5 separate regions of the Sus scrofa genome follow, and all the other regions are linked to region 1. Evidence: chromatin contacts called from public Hi-C and HiChIP or PLAC-seq data. All regions are on one chromosome and are shown on one strand. Each heading gives the region's core, a stretch centred on a gene start, on an enhancer-like site or on the middle of the called end of the contact. The rest is flanking DNA. Distances are from core to core; before and after follow the strand shown. Region 1 holds the start of CDC37 (cell division cycle 37). Region 2 holds the start of KRI1 (protein KRI1 homolog). Region 3 holds the start of LOC100511183 (intercellular adhesion molecule 5). Region 4 holds the start of ATG4D (autophagy related 4D cysteine peptidase). Region 5 holds the start of KEAP1 (kelch-like ECH-associated protein 1).

Region 1 (2,683 bases), core at 90-2,589:
AGACCCTTTGTTGTTTGCTGGTGTGTGTGTGTGTGTGTGTGTGTGTGTGTGTGTGCGCGCGCGCGCACGCGCGATTGTCAGACCTGAGGTGTGGGTCCGTGCGCGCGCGAGCCCAGGCCGTGACGGCTGCTGAGATGCTGGACTGCCGGGGCTGGAGAGGGAGGAGGAGGAGAGGGGGACTCCCCCGCCCCCGCCCGCCTCCTTGCCGGTTTGAATGAAGCGTGAGGGGGAGGGGAGGCAGCGGGCAGGAGCTTTGTCAGGACGTGTCCCCTCCCCTTCCCCCGACTGGGGAATCCCCTCCCATCCCCCCTGCGCCCCCATTTAGAGACCTTTACTCCTTTCTCTCCAGCCTTTTCCCTCCAAACGCCCACTCTGGGGGAGTCTGGAAGAGGCGCCCTTCACGCAAGTGGTTGAAGCTTCTCCCATCCCCCACGCCATCGGAGCATCCTTTAATCTGAGATAATCCCGGCCCTAGGCTGCAACGCGGCCTTTTATCCTGGTATCAAAGCGTGGGTAGGGATATATGAAAGTGTGTGGCTGGGGTCGCTCAAGCTCAATGTAAGAGTCCTTAGAGCCCAGGACCAGAAAAGGGGCCCCAGACGAAAGGGGAAGGCCTGCTAGCGGTCCTAGAGCACTACCACCGGGAAAGATTCCCCACTTGGTGTGAGGCCAGAAGCACTGGCCGCTAGTTAGACATTGGTGCCACCCAGCGGCCGCACGGGGAGACGCTGTGGATCGGCTCCCGAGACTAGTTAAATGAAGTCTGGGTGATTCCGAAGGGGGGCGCGCGAATCCCCGTTCAGGAGTGGCAGAAGCGAGGAGGAGGCTGTGGTTCGAGCCGGGGAAACACCAGGCCCCAAGGCAGAGCCACAGCACTCCCATCACCTCCAACCCCTCAAGGGCAGGGCCATATCCTTCCTTCACTTAGACCCTCCCAGGACAGGGTCCTGTACCCCTCGGACTGGGAAGGTCCTTCCATATCAGACAACCTCCCCAACACAGCTAAATCCCCCTTCACAAGGAACCCAGCAGTGGGCTAGGGCTGACGTCACTGCAGCGTGGCTAAGAGGACAATCCTCTCCCTCAGGCTCGCCAACTGCTCACTTACGGCCGCCGTAAAGGCCCACTATGCGGCGGCAGGAGATTAGCGGGGCTCGAGGTTGGAGAACCCACTCATATACCCCCCAGGAAGTGCCCGAAGCAGGATGGGATGAGGTTTGAGGGAGAATCCCAGGAGTTGGGACACGTGCGCAGGGCTCTTTAAGAACTCGGTCGCCAGGGCCGCTGCCAGGGTTACTAAGGATGTGACGTCACGTGCGGGCGGGGGCGTGCGCGCCCAGACGGAAGCGGAAGGGGCGGGGCTCGGCGGTCCGAGTCTCCGTGCTGCCGCTACCGCCGCCAGAGTCGGAGCTGGCTGGGCCGCCAAGGCAAGATGGTGGACTACAGCGTGTGGGATCACATCGAGGTGTCTGACGATGAAGACGAGACGCACCCCAATATCGACACTGCCAGCCTCTTCCGCTGGAGGCACCAGGTAGAGCGCGCGCGGCCAGCCCCTTCCCCCACTCCCGGGTCTCTGCTTCAGAGTTCTGACTTCAGATACTGCTAGGAACCCGGCCATGGACACCTGAGATTCCCACCCTACAGTCTGGACTTTCAGTAGCGCCCAGGGTTCTTCGATTCAACTCCGGGATCCCAGAACTTCCGGGACCCTTGAGTCCCTTGCCTGCTATCCGAGCCTCCCCCTGCCGATTTCTTCTTGGAACTCCCAGTTCACCCCTAGGGCACCTTCTTCAGAGTTTAACTACCAAGACAAGCTTTGGGCTTCCCCCCCAGTTCCGTTTGGGACCTTCCATTTACGCTCCGAATCTTACCTCAGAATCTTGACCCTGATCCTATTCAAGTACCCCCTTGTGATCTTGGACATCCCATGGGCCCCTCCCAATCCCTAGAGTTCCCAGTACTTTAAGTTGTAAGTCTGTTCTTCGATCGGCCTTTCTGGGTCCCAGTGGTGATTCCCGTTTAGATCCAGAAATCCTCTAAATACAACAAGGAATTCTGTCCTTCCTTGAGATTTCTGTTCCTGGCGTGGGACTCCAGCCCACACCCAGGACCCCTTTCCTGGAACTTAAACCAGTGCCCATCAGTATCCTTAGTCCCATCTAGGACTGGCATTTTGAAACCTAGTTCCCTTTCAGATTGAACCACCAGCTCTACCCTTGATGGAGCTTCCAATTCCGGCCACTCTCCTTCAGCCTCACATACTGTAGACCCAGTTTCCCATTATGTCAGGAAATCCTACCCACGTGGCTTCCCCCCAGCTAGAGCCCCTGCCCCTGCTTGGTACTGCAGACCCAGTCACCAAACTCTCCCCCCCACCCAAGACAGGCTTCCTGTAGGAGTCAGCTTTGGAAAGCCTCATTCAAATGCAAGTCCAGGACCCAAACCCACCCCTTCTTCCTTCTGACCCTAGCATGGACTGCTGATCTCAGACACCCAGAGTGACCCTGCTTTTACCAGAAACCCTCCCAGTCTGATTCCAGATTCATTGCCCTACTTTTACTTATTCCCCAAATCCAGACTCCAGGATCCCAAAGTCTGTTCTCTTGCCCTTCTCCCACCCAGCAGTGTTCACAGGCCAGCAAAATAGCCCTCCTAAGATGTAATGTTCTAGCCTCCTGCT
Region 2 (2,683 bases), core at 56-2,555, 120 kb before region 1:
CCCCTGACCCTCTGCCCCCAACAGGTCATGATGTTTGGCAGCCCCACCATCGCCCAGGAGCTCCTGAAACAAGGTGCCAGCCCCAATGTCCAGGATGCTTCCGGCACCACTCCGGCCCACGATGCAGCCCGTACTGGATTCCTTGACACCCTGAAAGTGTTGGTAGAGCACGGCGCTGATGTCAATGCACCTGATGGCACCGGGGCACTCCCCATTCATCTGGCTGTGAGAGAGGGCCACACCTCTGTGGTCAGCTTCCTGGCTGCTGAATCTGATCTCCATCACAGGGACGCCAGGGGGCTTACACCCCTGGAGCTGGCAAGGGGGAGAGGTGCTCAGGATCTCATGGACATACTACAGCGGCACACAGTGGCACCACTGTGACCTGGGGCCACCCAGTCCAGCAACAGGACCCGGCTGGGTTCTGTGTCAGAAGAGAAGGGAAGAAACACTTTCTCCCTTAGCTCCTCCTGCCCACTGCCGAGGGGCACAAGTTTGTGGCTTGTTGGTGTTGATTTCTGGGGTGTGTGTGTTTGAGGTGCATTTCTCATTTTTTTTCCTCTCACCCCTTTTGGTGTATTGGGCAGAGAAGGGCTCCTGCAGGCAACAGCCACCTAAACGGTTCAGTTTCCTCCACCCCCCAGACTGCTGGGACTACAGACAAGTCCCAAGGGCAGAGCGTTTAAAGCCCTAGCTCCAGAGTGAGGTCATTCCTTCCAAGGCTCCTGGAACCTGTCGACCTTGGCCAGCTATACCCAGAGCTAGACCTCAAGTGTGCACACTGCTTTCGGGCATGGGGGAGGGGGGTGTTCCAAATCAGTAAAAGGGTAGTATGAGTTCATTCATATTTTGTTTAAAAGCTTGTTTTCCAGTCCCTTGTACAGCGTTAACACATTCTATTTATTAAGCTTTATGGAAAAAATTGTTGTGTGTGTAATTTAATGTTTTTACCCATTAAATTAAGACTTGTGCATGATCATAGCGCCAGTGGCTTCTGATTTTTGAGGCTGCGATGGAGAGTCGTGCATTCAGGATGTTTGTGGGGGTGGGCACCCAGGTCGCGGATCGTGGGTCCTTTGGCGGAGGGGCGAGAGTGGTAATTCCCAGGGCGCAAGGGGTGAGTGAGCTGGGTGGGGCAGCGGTTTGCGCTGTCGGAACGGAAGGGAGGCAGGAAACCGCGAGTGGAGAAAGGGCCCCCAGATGTCAGCTGGGTGCCGGGAGCCCTGGGGGTGGGGGAGTGGGGTGGGCGGTGGCCGTAGCCTTCCCTGCAGAGGCGTGGCCCATGGGTGGGGACTGCCGTCACAGGGCTTGGGATCCCGGAAGGGCCAGGGGCTGGGTTAAGTGCCGTCCACGAGGCTCCGCCCCATTTAAAGCTAGCTTGCTAGGGAGTAGCCCCGCCCCCTGGGGCGCCCTCCGTACGCTTGCGCAGTGTGCCCAGAGCCGCCATGCCGGAGCCGCGCGGGTCGTCGCCCCTGCGGGTGAACGCGGCGTTTGCTGCGCGGTACGGCCGCTACCGGGAGCGCGAGGAGCTGCAGCGGCGTGAGTGCGGGGCGCATGCGCGCGGGGCGCCGGCGCATGCCGGGCGGTCAGGAAGTGGGCTTGATCTGGTCCCCCAGGCTGACCTGAGGGCTCCTATCTGTGCCCCACAGTCAAAGATCGCTACGGAGACCAGGACGGCAGTGGCGACTCCAGCTCCGAGTCTGACTCCAGCGATGAGCGCGTGGTGAGCTTACCCGCTTCCGTCCTGAACTTGGGGAGGCTTCCAAGCACACCATCCTTGCCCGGCTTATAGGGAGCTGCTTACCCTCATCACCAGCGCGCCGAGGGGAGCTTTCAACTCCCGCCCTTCATTCCCTTGAGAGCCAGACAGCGTCCTCCCCATCCCCAGGGGGTGGCCAGATTCCCCCTACCTCCCCCTTCTCACCTCGGAGCTCCTGGCCCATCTTGATCTGTGAGGTGTAAACTGTCTGTCCACCTTTTTGTCCCTAACAGTCTAACCCTTTCTCAACGCCTGCCGCTCTCCCCAAAGTGGGGCATCCCTCTGCCACATGGGGCACCCACCTTTTCCCCATAGCAGCCCTGATCTTCCCAGTCTCCCTGAGTGGTCCAGCCCTTTCTCTCCATTCTTCCTGTGCCCTTTCTGCCCACCTAGCCCCGTGTCCTGAATCCCTTACTGATGCCAGGAAGTAACCTCTCCTTACCCACTACTTCCATTTCATATCCTGTACATATCCTATGTGTGGACCACCCCCAAGACGGCCCCTCTCCCTCCTCCACCCGTTTGCCCCCCTCTTCCACTCAGATCCAGACCTCCACCCCCCACCTGCCTCTCTAGCCAGATTCCCCTTCCTGCTTCTTAATATATGCCCCTCCCCCACCCTAATTCCCACACCCTCTCAGCCCACCTACCCCTGGTGCCCTCATCACCAGGTGCCTCCTTCTGAAATCTGTCTCCACCTCTTTTCCTGCCCTAGGAATTTGACCCCCAGCAGGAGCGAGACTTTTACAGGACTCTATCCTTGTTGAAGAAGAAGGATCCCCGGATTTACAAGAAAGATGCCACATTCTATCAGAGAACAGGTCTGGGACTGCTCGTTTTTTTGTTTTGTTTTGTTTTGTTTTTGTCTTTTGAGGGTGGGACCGGCAGCATATGGAACTTCCCAGGCTAAGGGTTGAATCAAAG
Region 3 (2,683 bases), core at 110-2,609, 100 kb after region 1:
CGAGCTCAGCCTGAGAGCCACCTCCCTGAGATCTAAGTGCCCCTATGCCAAGTCAGGGATTCCCGAGGAATGAGTAGAGGCCACAATCAGGAAAAAAAAACTCAGGATTCCCGAGTCCTGCCCAGGCCTGAGGTTTACAAGCACGCTCCCACCGTCCAAACCTCGAGGGTGCCTCTGGTACACGGCAGCAAAGAGCCCTACTCTCAAAGGTGCTGAAGGAGCGATGAGGAAGCATGGGGGAGGGTAGAGATGAGAGGAAAAACGGGGTCTTCAATGCACACAGCAATGTTGGAAGGAGGGGACCCCGGGTTGGGGAAAGGAAACCAACTTGTTCTCAGGGTTCTCGGCCAGGAGAGGGGGAAACTCTGGTTGAAGCAGGGCCAAAAGAGAGATGAGGGTGAGTCAAGGATAAAGAAGGATTCCAAACCCGGGTGAAGAGTAAAGAAAGAGGACATGGGGCTGGGCTCGTGGAAGGAACCGCGGGAACAGCTAAAGGACTCGGTTGCCAGGGCTCTGAGTGAGCTGAAACAGCGCCTCTGACTCATGGCAGTTGGTGAGATGGGGTCTTCACGGATTATGAGTGGGTAAGATGCCAGTCCGTGGACCATGGTGCATAGCAGAGCGTGAGGAAGTACCCCAGAGGGGACCAGGGAGATATGGGGTCTCCAGAGCTCGAGGTTGGGTGCAGAAGATCGCCCAGGATCTCGAAGGTAGGGACGAGCGAGGAGCCAGGAAGCTGGATCTCTAGCGTGTGTTGAGGGGAAGAGGGATAGAGAAGGCCCGAGGCTCAAGGTGGGGGCAGAAGCGTGGGAGCGAGGCGAGGGCGGAGCGAGAAGAGGCTAGTGGCCGCTTCGCAGGTCGAGGAACTCCGCCCCCGCCCTGTCCACCCTGAGCCGGACCGGCTCTTACCTGAGAGGCCGAGGAGCCCCAGGCCCAGGACAGCCCAGAGGCCGAGCAGCGCCCGGTGCAGCCCTGGCGAGGGCCCTGGCATCGCCGCCGCGGGGGAAGCGCAGGAGGCGAGGGGAGCGCGAGCGCTGAGCTGGGCTAGAGGACGGCGCGGCGCGGCGGGTGGGGTGTGGAGGAGGCTGAGTTGCGCTCGGGGATTGGTTTAACGTTGGTAACTTGGTTTCCAAGGTGGGGGCGGCAGCAGAGGCGGCAGGGGGGCGGGAGGGCGAGCGTGAGCCAGGCTCCCGGCCTTGGTGAAGGCGTGCTAGCAGGAGCGAGCGACCCCCGGGGTCTACGTGAAGGCCAGCCCCATCGCCCGGAGCCTTCTGGGGGCGGCTGCGCGCTCCCGCGTCATTCTCCGCGGCGACGCGGAGGTGGGTGGGATGCAGGTTTGCCCTTCTCAAACCCCCACCCCACCCCTTGCTTAGATGCTATGATAATGAGCTAGACTCCGAGCTCCGCCTCCGTATTTAGCCCCTCCTACTAGCGCTCCTTGGGGCGGGGATTGATTAGGGGGCTAGAAGAGATTTGAGAAGCTCAGGCTGTGAAGGAGACTGTTATAGGGGAGGAGGTGGGGATGCCTCTTTCACAGATCCTTCCCCTTTTGACCCCTGGGAGCTGAGGGTTACAGCCACGCCCTATTCCCTCTCTGACTCCGCCCCCGCACGCGACAGAAGGGGCGGGGATGAAAGTGACAGCGAGTTGGGAACACGTGTGCGTGCGCGCAGCGTTCTCGGGCATCTAAATTAGGGTCGGCTCTGCTCTGGGTCTGTATTTACCCAGCGTGCAGCGGGCACGTGTCTACGCTGCGTGTGTGAGCAGGAGCTGCCAAAGAGCACCTCAATCCGCTTTCTGCGCGGCGGCTGGGGCCCTGGAACCATGAGGGCCTTGCCAGGCATCCAGTACAGGCCCAGATTCTGTGTCCACGCGAGATCAAGAGACTAACAGTTGACCCCCGCATCTGGGCACCCCCATGTACCCACCAGGCCCAGTGACCATCCCGACGTTGCCAGGAAGCGAGTCTGACACACACACACACACACACACACAACACACACCACCATATGGTTGTTCCTTACCACAGTCACCACATGGTATTTGTTCTGTGTATCCATGTTCCCCCAAAAGTACATATGACCCCACCCATCTGTGCTCTCACCCCCAGAGCTAATGGTGAAATAGGGGGATTAGTTCTCATCCCACTCCTACCTCGAGGAAAATGCAGAGTCTAAAGTGGAAGGGGGAAGGAAACTTAACATCCAATGAGAGCTGCTGCTGGTAGCTCTGGAGCCAATCAGGAGAAGCCATACCAGGAACAAGCCTTCCCACAGCCTAAAGCCTCCCAAGGCCCAGGATTTGCCCTTCTGCTCTGCACTGATAATTCCTGTGGAAGGTTTTTACTACACCGGCTGGGAATGCAGAGGGATTGCAGCTCCGGTTTGGGAGATCAGAGTTAGGAAACCTAAGATGCCCTCAAGGAAAAAAGGAACTTGGAGAAAATGATAGAGGCAAGGCCAAAAAACAAGACCACTTGGTTAGAGGAGGTGCGCTAATGGGGGACCTTTATGCCCAAGGGTAGAAGCTGGCTGAGGAAGACTTTATTGATCCAGGCAAGGTTCCACAAATTGTTCCAGATTCCTTTTTCCTCCAGCTCAGCCAGCATGGACCACTGCCTCTACCTCTGAGACTGTATCAGTAGGTACTTATGCATGCAAAGGATGCCCATGACAAGAAGGAT
Region 4 (2,683 bases), core at 87-2,586, 110 kb before region 1:
TGGGCCGGGGATCGAACCTGCATCCCAGGGCTCCTGAGACGCCACCAATCCTGTTGTACCACAGCAGGAACTCCTTAAACTTATTTTTATTGACAACTCTCACTTCCCTCCAAAACATACTTGACACACACTTCTAACATGACTTTAAACTCTTAGTTTATAAACAATTTTAATACTGCTGACTTGTAGTTGGTGCCTTTCCCCCTCCACTACTCACCTCTGGGCAGGAAATGCAGCAGCAGGCCCTGTGCCAGCATCATCTGCCCACTTCGTAACATGCATCCCCAGCCACAGTCTGAGGTCAGGCAGCCCCCAGCCAGGGGCGGGAAGTCCCGGCGGTAAGTGAGCCATAGGCGGGACACAAAGTCCCGCTGGAAACGCTGGATGTCACCTACAAGAGCAGGCTTGTCAGCTGCCACCAGGGACACCCCCAGGGGGGCCTCCTCCAACCCTAGCCACAGGTCACCAGCTCACCCTCGCCCTCGAAGCGGTAGCGGCGGCCACACAGGTGGACACTGGAGATCTTGCTAAAGCTGGTCCGGCTTTTGACTGCCCAACCTGGGGAGATGTGGGGCAGCGCCCAGCAAGATGAAGCACTTGCTTGACACCTGATGGTTAGGACGGCAGCAGCGCTTCCATTCCCCCATCTGTGACATGGGGGCTATCTTAGTTCCTATCTGACAGAAGGCTCTGGGGAATCATAGCTGCATGCCTCTAAGGTGGAGGTGGTGCCCCTAGTAACAGTCACAAGCGGTCTGCCAATTAATTCAGATTGAATTAAAGCAGGTCTGATTATAGTACCCATTTTACAGAGGGGGAAAATGGAGGCACAGGGAAACCAAAAAAACCCTTGCCCAAGGTCACACCAGGAATCACTGAGACTGGAAAACACATTCCCCGTTTGACCTGCCAACCAGCGGCCCGCCCTGGGCAGGGCAGGGCGGGGGATCGACCCACAGGTGACTCACAGGAGAACAAAGGGTGGAATACTTGGCAGAGGCAGGGTCTGTCCTCCCTGACTCCCGATCTGTAAGCTCCCCGCCCGCCTGAACCCTACGTTCTCTCCAACGTCAAATCCAATCCCCGGGCCCGCCCCCTCCTCACCGTACTTCACGTTGTTCCAGGCGGTCAGGAACTTCGCCTTAAACTTGTCCACTTCGTCCGGCTCCCCGGGGCCAACCCCTGGTGACGCAAGAGCGGGGCCGCTGGCTCCGGAGGGCCCCAGGCTGTTGGGGTCCGGGGTCCGGGGACCCCGCGGCCTGCGGCCCTCGGGGCGGCGCGCGTCCTCCGGGCTCCCGCTCTGGTACTGCGCGGCGGCCGGCGACACGGAGTTCATGGGCGCGCCGGGAGGGCGGACCGAGGGCCCCGGGGGCCGCGCGCGAGCGCCCCAGGGGGCCAGGACGCGGACACCTAGGAAGGCGCTAGTGAGCCCCCGGCACAACCGCCAGACCCCCGGGCCCGGCGCAGGACGCTGTCACCGCCGCCGCCGCCATTTTAGCGGCCTTAGCCCCGGTAGGGAGGCGGGCGTGACACGGCCGGACGCCCCGCCCCTGCCCCCAGCCTGGGTTCCCAGCCCCAGTCCCGGGTGGCCGCAGTGGGGCCTCCTGACGCAGAGCCTTCCCCACAGCGCCCCGCGACCCCCACCGCCGCCCGCTCTATCACTGCGCCCAGGTCTGCCCGATCCCCTGCAGGTCCTTATCGGAGGCCCCAAGCGCCGGGAAGCCCCGCCTAAACAGGCCCCGCCCCGGCCCCACCCCCTCTGGGGCGCTGGGGACTGACCACCCCGCGCGGCTCAGGTGCGGTTTGCTCCTGCTCTCGTCCACCAGAAGATCGGAGTGCCCCTCTACGGGCTGCGCACACAGGACACGCCTCGGCTGTGTGCTCAGCCTGTGGTTGACACCCTCTCCCCAAATTCCCCCTTCAAGCTACACTTCTAGGTGCTTCTGTTTCCCCAGGAGCAAAAAAGCGCTCAAATACACGATAAACACAAACGAATCTTCCTAATTTTGCTGAGGGAAGGAATCCAGACAAAAAAGAAGAGTGTATACTCTCTGGTCCCATTTATTTAAACTCTGGAAAAATGCAACCTCATCTATAGTCTTAGCAGATCTGTGGTTCCCTGGGGCTGGGGTGGGGAGAGGTGGGAGGGAGGGATAAAAAGGGGGTAGTTTGTGTTTACTATCTTGATTGTGGTGTTTGTTTCCAGCGTGTGAAAACTCAAGGGACTGTACATGTTTACAGTGTGTGGTTTGATGTGTCCATTACACCTCAATAAAACTATAAAAAATTTTCAATGCATCTAATTCAGAAGATGGGCAGAGTTCATCCCCATAAAGCGCTTAGGGTGGCATTTGAGAGACAGTCAGGGCTCAGCAAAAGCCAACCATGACCCCAAAGACAGGATAAAGGTAGTGACCTTGGGAACTGCAGAGAGGGTGGCCTCTAGTGGCCAGCTCAAGGGCTCTGTCAGCAGGCTGACAGAATTTGGATGAAGGATTTGGGGGAAGAGTATGCGATGTGATGGCAGGAAAGGACAGTCACCTCCCCAATTTTCTCATCTGCGCTCCCCTCATTCACTTCCCTTCAGCCACACCAGCCTCCTTTCTCAAATGCAACAGGTACCATCTCACCTCAGGACCTTTACTCTTGCTGTTGCCTCTGCCTAGACCACTCTTCCCAGAGA
Region 5 (2,683 bases), core at 137-2,636, 77 kb before region 1:
TGGCCTACACCACAGCCACAGCAATGTCAGATCTGAGTGGCATCTGTGACCTACACCACAGCTCAAGACAACCCAGGATCTGCAACCCACTGACCAAGGCCAGGGATCGAACCTGCGTCCTCATGGGTGCTAGTCAGATTCGGTTCCGCTGAGCCAGGACAGGAACTTCTCACTTAAGTTTTCATATAGATGTACTCTTAAAAAAATTTTTAATGCATTTATTGAAGTTACCTTTATATCACAGACAGCATAAGTGGTAAATCAGTATCACTTGCCATGAAGAATAAAAATCCATATTTTATTGGGCGCAAGTGTTCTTATTTAGTATTCCAGATAACCTAGCAGGTAGGTGCTTTTATTGTTAACATTCTTATAGCGAGGAAACTGAAGCCTGGAGAGGTTAATTAAGCTACAGGCCCACCCGCACAGAGCTAGAGTGGCAGAGCTGGAGTTCGTATCTCTTCCCGAGAGCTTCACGCTCTTTCAGATTGGCGATAACTAAAAAATAAAGACAATGAAAATTCAAGTGGGTAGACAATTCTAACTGGATCCTGCGCTGCCTTAATGTGAGGCCCGCGCCCTGTGAAGTTAAAGGGACAAAGAAGAGCAGGTCGTGGACAGCAGACACGCACAGAAATCGACAAAACTAGGCGGATGGAGGGGACTGCGAGGGGGGTACCGGCCAGATAGGCTTCGCGGTGATCCCTCGCCCGATGCCCAGCTCTATGCCCACGGGCGCCGAGGCACCTGCGGGAAGGGCGGGGAATCGAGACTCCTTCCCCGCCGCGCCCTCTCCGCCCTCTCCCCGCCTCCTTCCCGGGCGTCCTGAGGCTGCCCCCCCACTCGACGGCCGCGACCCCGAAGGCTGAGCCACCCCAGAACCAAGGCCCCCCCGCGACGGCGGAAGCGCCCGCGGGCCTCTCACAAGGAAAATTAGTCGAGAGCCGCCCCCGGCCGGGCCGAGGCCCTTAGGGCTTCCCGGAAGCTCGGTGAGCGGGTGGCACCACGGTGCCCCAGAGCCGCCGCGGAGCCCAGGCTTCCCCACCTCGTAGGGAGAGCGGCAGAGGCTACGCGACGACCCAGGTGAGCGCGGCGGCAGGTCGGCGGTGGTGAGGGATGCCCACTGATCCCTGGTGCGGGGACGGGCTGGGCCTCGAACCTGGGGCTCTGATTCTCTGCGGCTCCTACCACGAGTTTGGGAGCGCCGAGCGCTGCGGTCATTGGCCCCGTCGCAAAGACCGCTGTGGTCGCCGCGCTGAGGCTGCGCAGCTGGGCGACAGCTAGCGTGGGCGGGGTGGGGTGGGGAGCGGCCCCTCCGCTGTCCCCGCCGCTCGAGGAGGCCGGGGGCCGCCGGGACTTTTATTCTGACACGGCCGGCGCCCGGCTCTGCTTAGTCATGGTGACCTGCGCGCGTTCCGCACCTCCCCCCTGCACGCTGCGATGGAGGCGCCTGGGCCTGGGCGACGGAGGCGGAGCCCGAGAGCGGCCATGGCGGGGTGAGTGAGGCGGCCTGCGCCCGGGCGGCGGGTACCGTGGGCCGTGAGTGCCCTGCGGCCGTGCCTGGGGGCCGGAGAACTGCGCGTTGCGGGCCGGTCGCCTCGGGGTTCCCGCGGCTCCGCGGAGGCCAGAAGGGTGCGGTTCGAGTCGGAGCCTTTTGTTGGACGGCGCAACTCGCGGGGTGGCCCGAGAGCGACGCAAACCGAGCCAAGGGCCCAGGGAGCGCCGCTCCGACCAAGGCCGGGGGATTCCGGGACGTTGGGGGGCTTGGTCTTCGCCCTGGGGCTGGCAGTGGAGAGGCGGCGGCGGGGTCACTTCCTCCCTTTTCCAGGCCTTGGCAGCTCAGGCAGGACATGCGCAGTCTCCCACTTACCGCTTCATGGGGGTGGCGGGGGAGTGCCCAGGGCCCAGGGGGCACCGTTGGCCGATTGGCCCATGACCAAGAGGCCGGCCTGGGCCTCAGCTGGGGAGAGGCGGCCATGGCCCGGTGGAGGAGGGTGATCTGGCAGGCACACTGGAGTGGGCAGTCAGCCAGCCATAGCTCATTGACCCCTGCACGGTGCCAGATCCCAGGCAGAGAGGCACAGGAGAGGATGGGCACAGCCCTGACCTACACAGGGCTACCTGTCCTCAGAAACCTGGGGGCTCAGGGCCAGACGGATGGGCCATCCTTCAAGGAGGAAGCAAAGGAGCTCATTTCAATTCTTGACAAGTGCTGTGATGGAAATAAAGCAGGGAGGAGGTGACTGAGTTGAGCCCAGGGAAAGATGAGTTAGAGAAACTTGGGGAGCCTCTTGCAGATTCCCTCCTCCCTGAAGGACTTTTCAAAACACAGCTCCTGCCCTGGCTGTCGAGTCTCCACAGGTTTCTTGGAAACCCTTCAATAGTCATTATGCTCATTATACTCCTTACCGATTTTTCAGATTGCCTGTCATTCTGCCTCTGAGCCTTTGCACTTGCTCTCTCTCTGCCTAGAAAACTCTCATCCCACCCCCACCTCCTTCATATGTTCACCCCTCTTGTCTCAGCACCAACAGAGGCCTGGAATACCTGAGTTAAAGTAACTGCCCTCAAGTCACACTATCACAATGTGCTGTCATTTCCTTCAAAGCCTCAATTTTTGCTCAAGTCTTGCTTATTTTACTTATGGCTCCTCCATTCCCAAGTGTCAGCTCTAAGGGAGCAC

What was found. Hi-C and Micro-C count contacts between places; a contact is called where the count stands out from the background. HiChIP or PLAC-seq counts read pairs in DNA pulled down with a chosen protein or histone mark.
Region 2: a contact with region 1 is called in a Hi-C map of alveolar macrophages, with 3 times the contacts expected there. The contact joins the promoter of KRI1 here to the promoter of CDC37 in region 1. A contact is called at or near these places in 4 of 5 promoter capture datasets (fetal liver, fetal skeletal muscle and liver), 31 of 47 Hi-C or Micro-C datasets (adipocytes, adipose tissue, alveolar macrophages and 18 more) and 2 of 2 datasets of contacts at active chromatin or transcription factors (alveolar macrophages and skeletal muscle).
Region 3: an H3K27ac HiChIP or PLAC-seq map of alveolar macrophages shows a contact between it and region 1. The contact joins the promoter of LOC100511183 here to the promoter of CDC37 in region 1. A contact is called at or near these places in 2 of 47 Hi-C or Micro-C datasets (epiblast stem cells and skeletal muscle) and 1 of 2 datasets of contacts at active chromatin or transcription factors (alveolar macrophages).
Region 4: a Hi-C map of heart right ventricle shows a contact between it and region 1, with 2.5 times the contacts expected there. The contact joins the promoter of ATG4D here to the promoter of CDC37 in region 1. A contact is called at or near these places in 2 of 47 Hi-C or Micro-C datasets (heart right ventricle and retroperitoneal adipose tissue) and 1 of 2 datasets of contacts at active chromatin or transcription factors (alveolar macrophages).
Region 5: a contact with region 1 is called in an H3K27ac HiChIP or PLAC-seq map of alveolar macrophages. The contact joins the promoter of KEAP1 here to the promoter of CDC37 in region 1. A contact is called at or near these places in 12 of 47 Hi-C or Micro-C datasets (alveolar macrophages, brain, embryonic fibroblasts and 7 more) and 2 of 2 datasets of contacts at active chromatin or transcription factors (alveolar macrophages and skeletal muscle).

Annotation. Positions count from the first base shown.
Region 1 is chr2:69,211,565-69,214,247 of Sscrofa11.1, reverse strand. CDC37 (cell division cycle 37) reads left to right here and starts at 1,339. Exons shown (of 8, transcript NM_001123096.1): 1 at 1,339-1,534. The coding sequence starts at 1,433. It overlaps LOC110259341 (a long non-coding RNA gene), which reads right to left and starts at 1,416. Exons shown (of 3, transcript XR_002341637.1): 1 at 1-1,416.
Region 2 is chr2:69,335,726-69,338,408 of Sscrofa11.1, reverse strand. KRI1 (protein KRI1 homolog) reads left to right here and starts at 1,305. Exons shown (of 19, transcript XM_013987437.2): 1 at 1,305-1,539; 2 at 1,650-1,723; 3 at 2,475-2,580. The coding sequence starts at 1,446. It overlaps CDKN2D (cyclin-dependent kinase 4 inhibitor D), which reads left to right. Exons shown (of 3, transcript XM_005654859.2): 3 at 25-981. The coding sequence ends at 384.
Region 3 is chr2:69,109,899-69,112,581 of Sscrofa11.1, reverse strand. LOC100511183 (intercellular adhesion molecule 5) reads right to left here and starts at 1,359. Exons shown (of 11, transcript XM_005654856.3): 1 at 910-1,359. The coding sequence starts at 991. It overlaps ICAM4 (intercellular adhesion molecule 4), which reads right to left. Exons shown (of 3, transcript XM_003123246.5): 3 at 2,529-2,683. The coding sequence ends at 2,621.
Region 4 is chr2:69,319,348-69,322,030 of Sscrofa11.1, reverse strand. ATG4D (autophagy related 4D cysteine peptidase) reads right to left here and starts at 1,336. Exons shown (of 10, transcript NM_001123079.1): 1 at 1,105-1,336; 2 at 475-558; 3 at 218-391. The coding sequence starts at 1,336.
Region 5 is chr2:69,288,212-69,290,894 of Sscrofa11.1, reverse strand. It overlaps KEAP1 (kelch-like ECH-associated protein 1), which reads left to right and starts at 1,386. Exons shown (of 6, transcript NM_001114671.1): 1 at 1,386-1,496.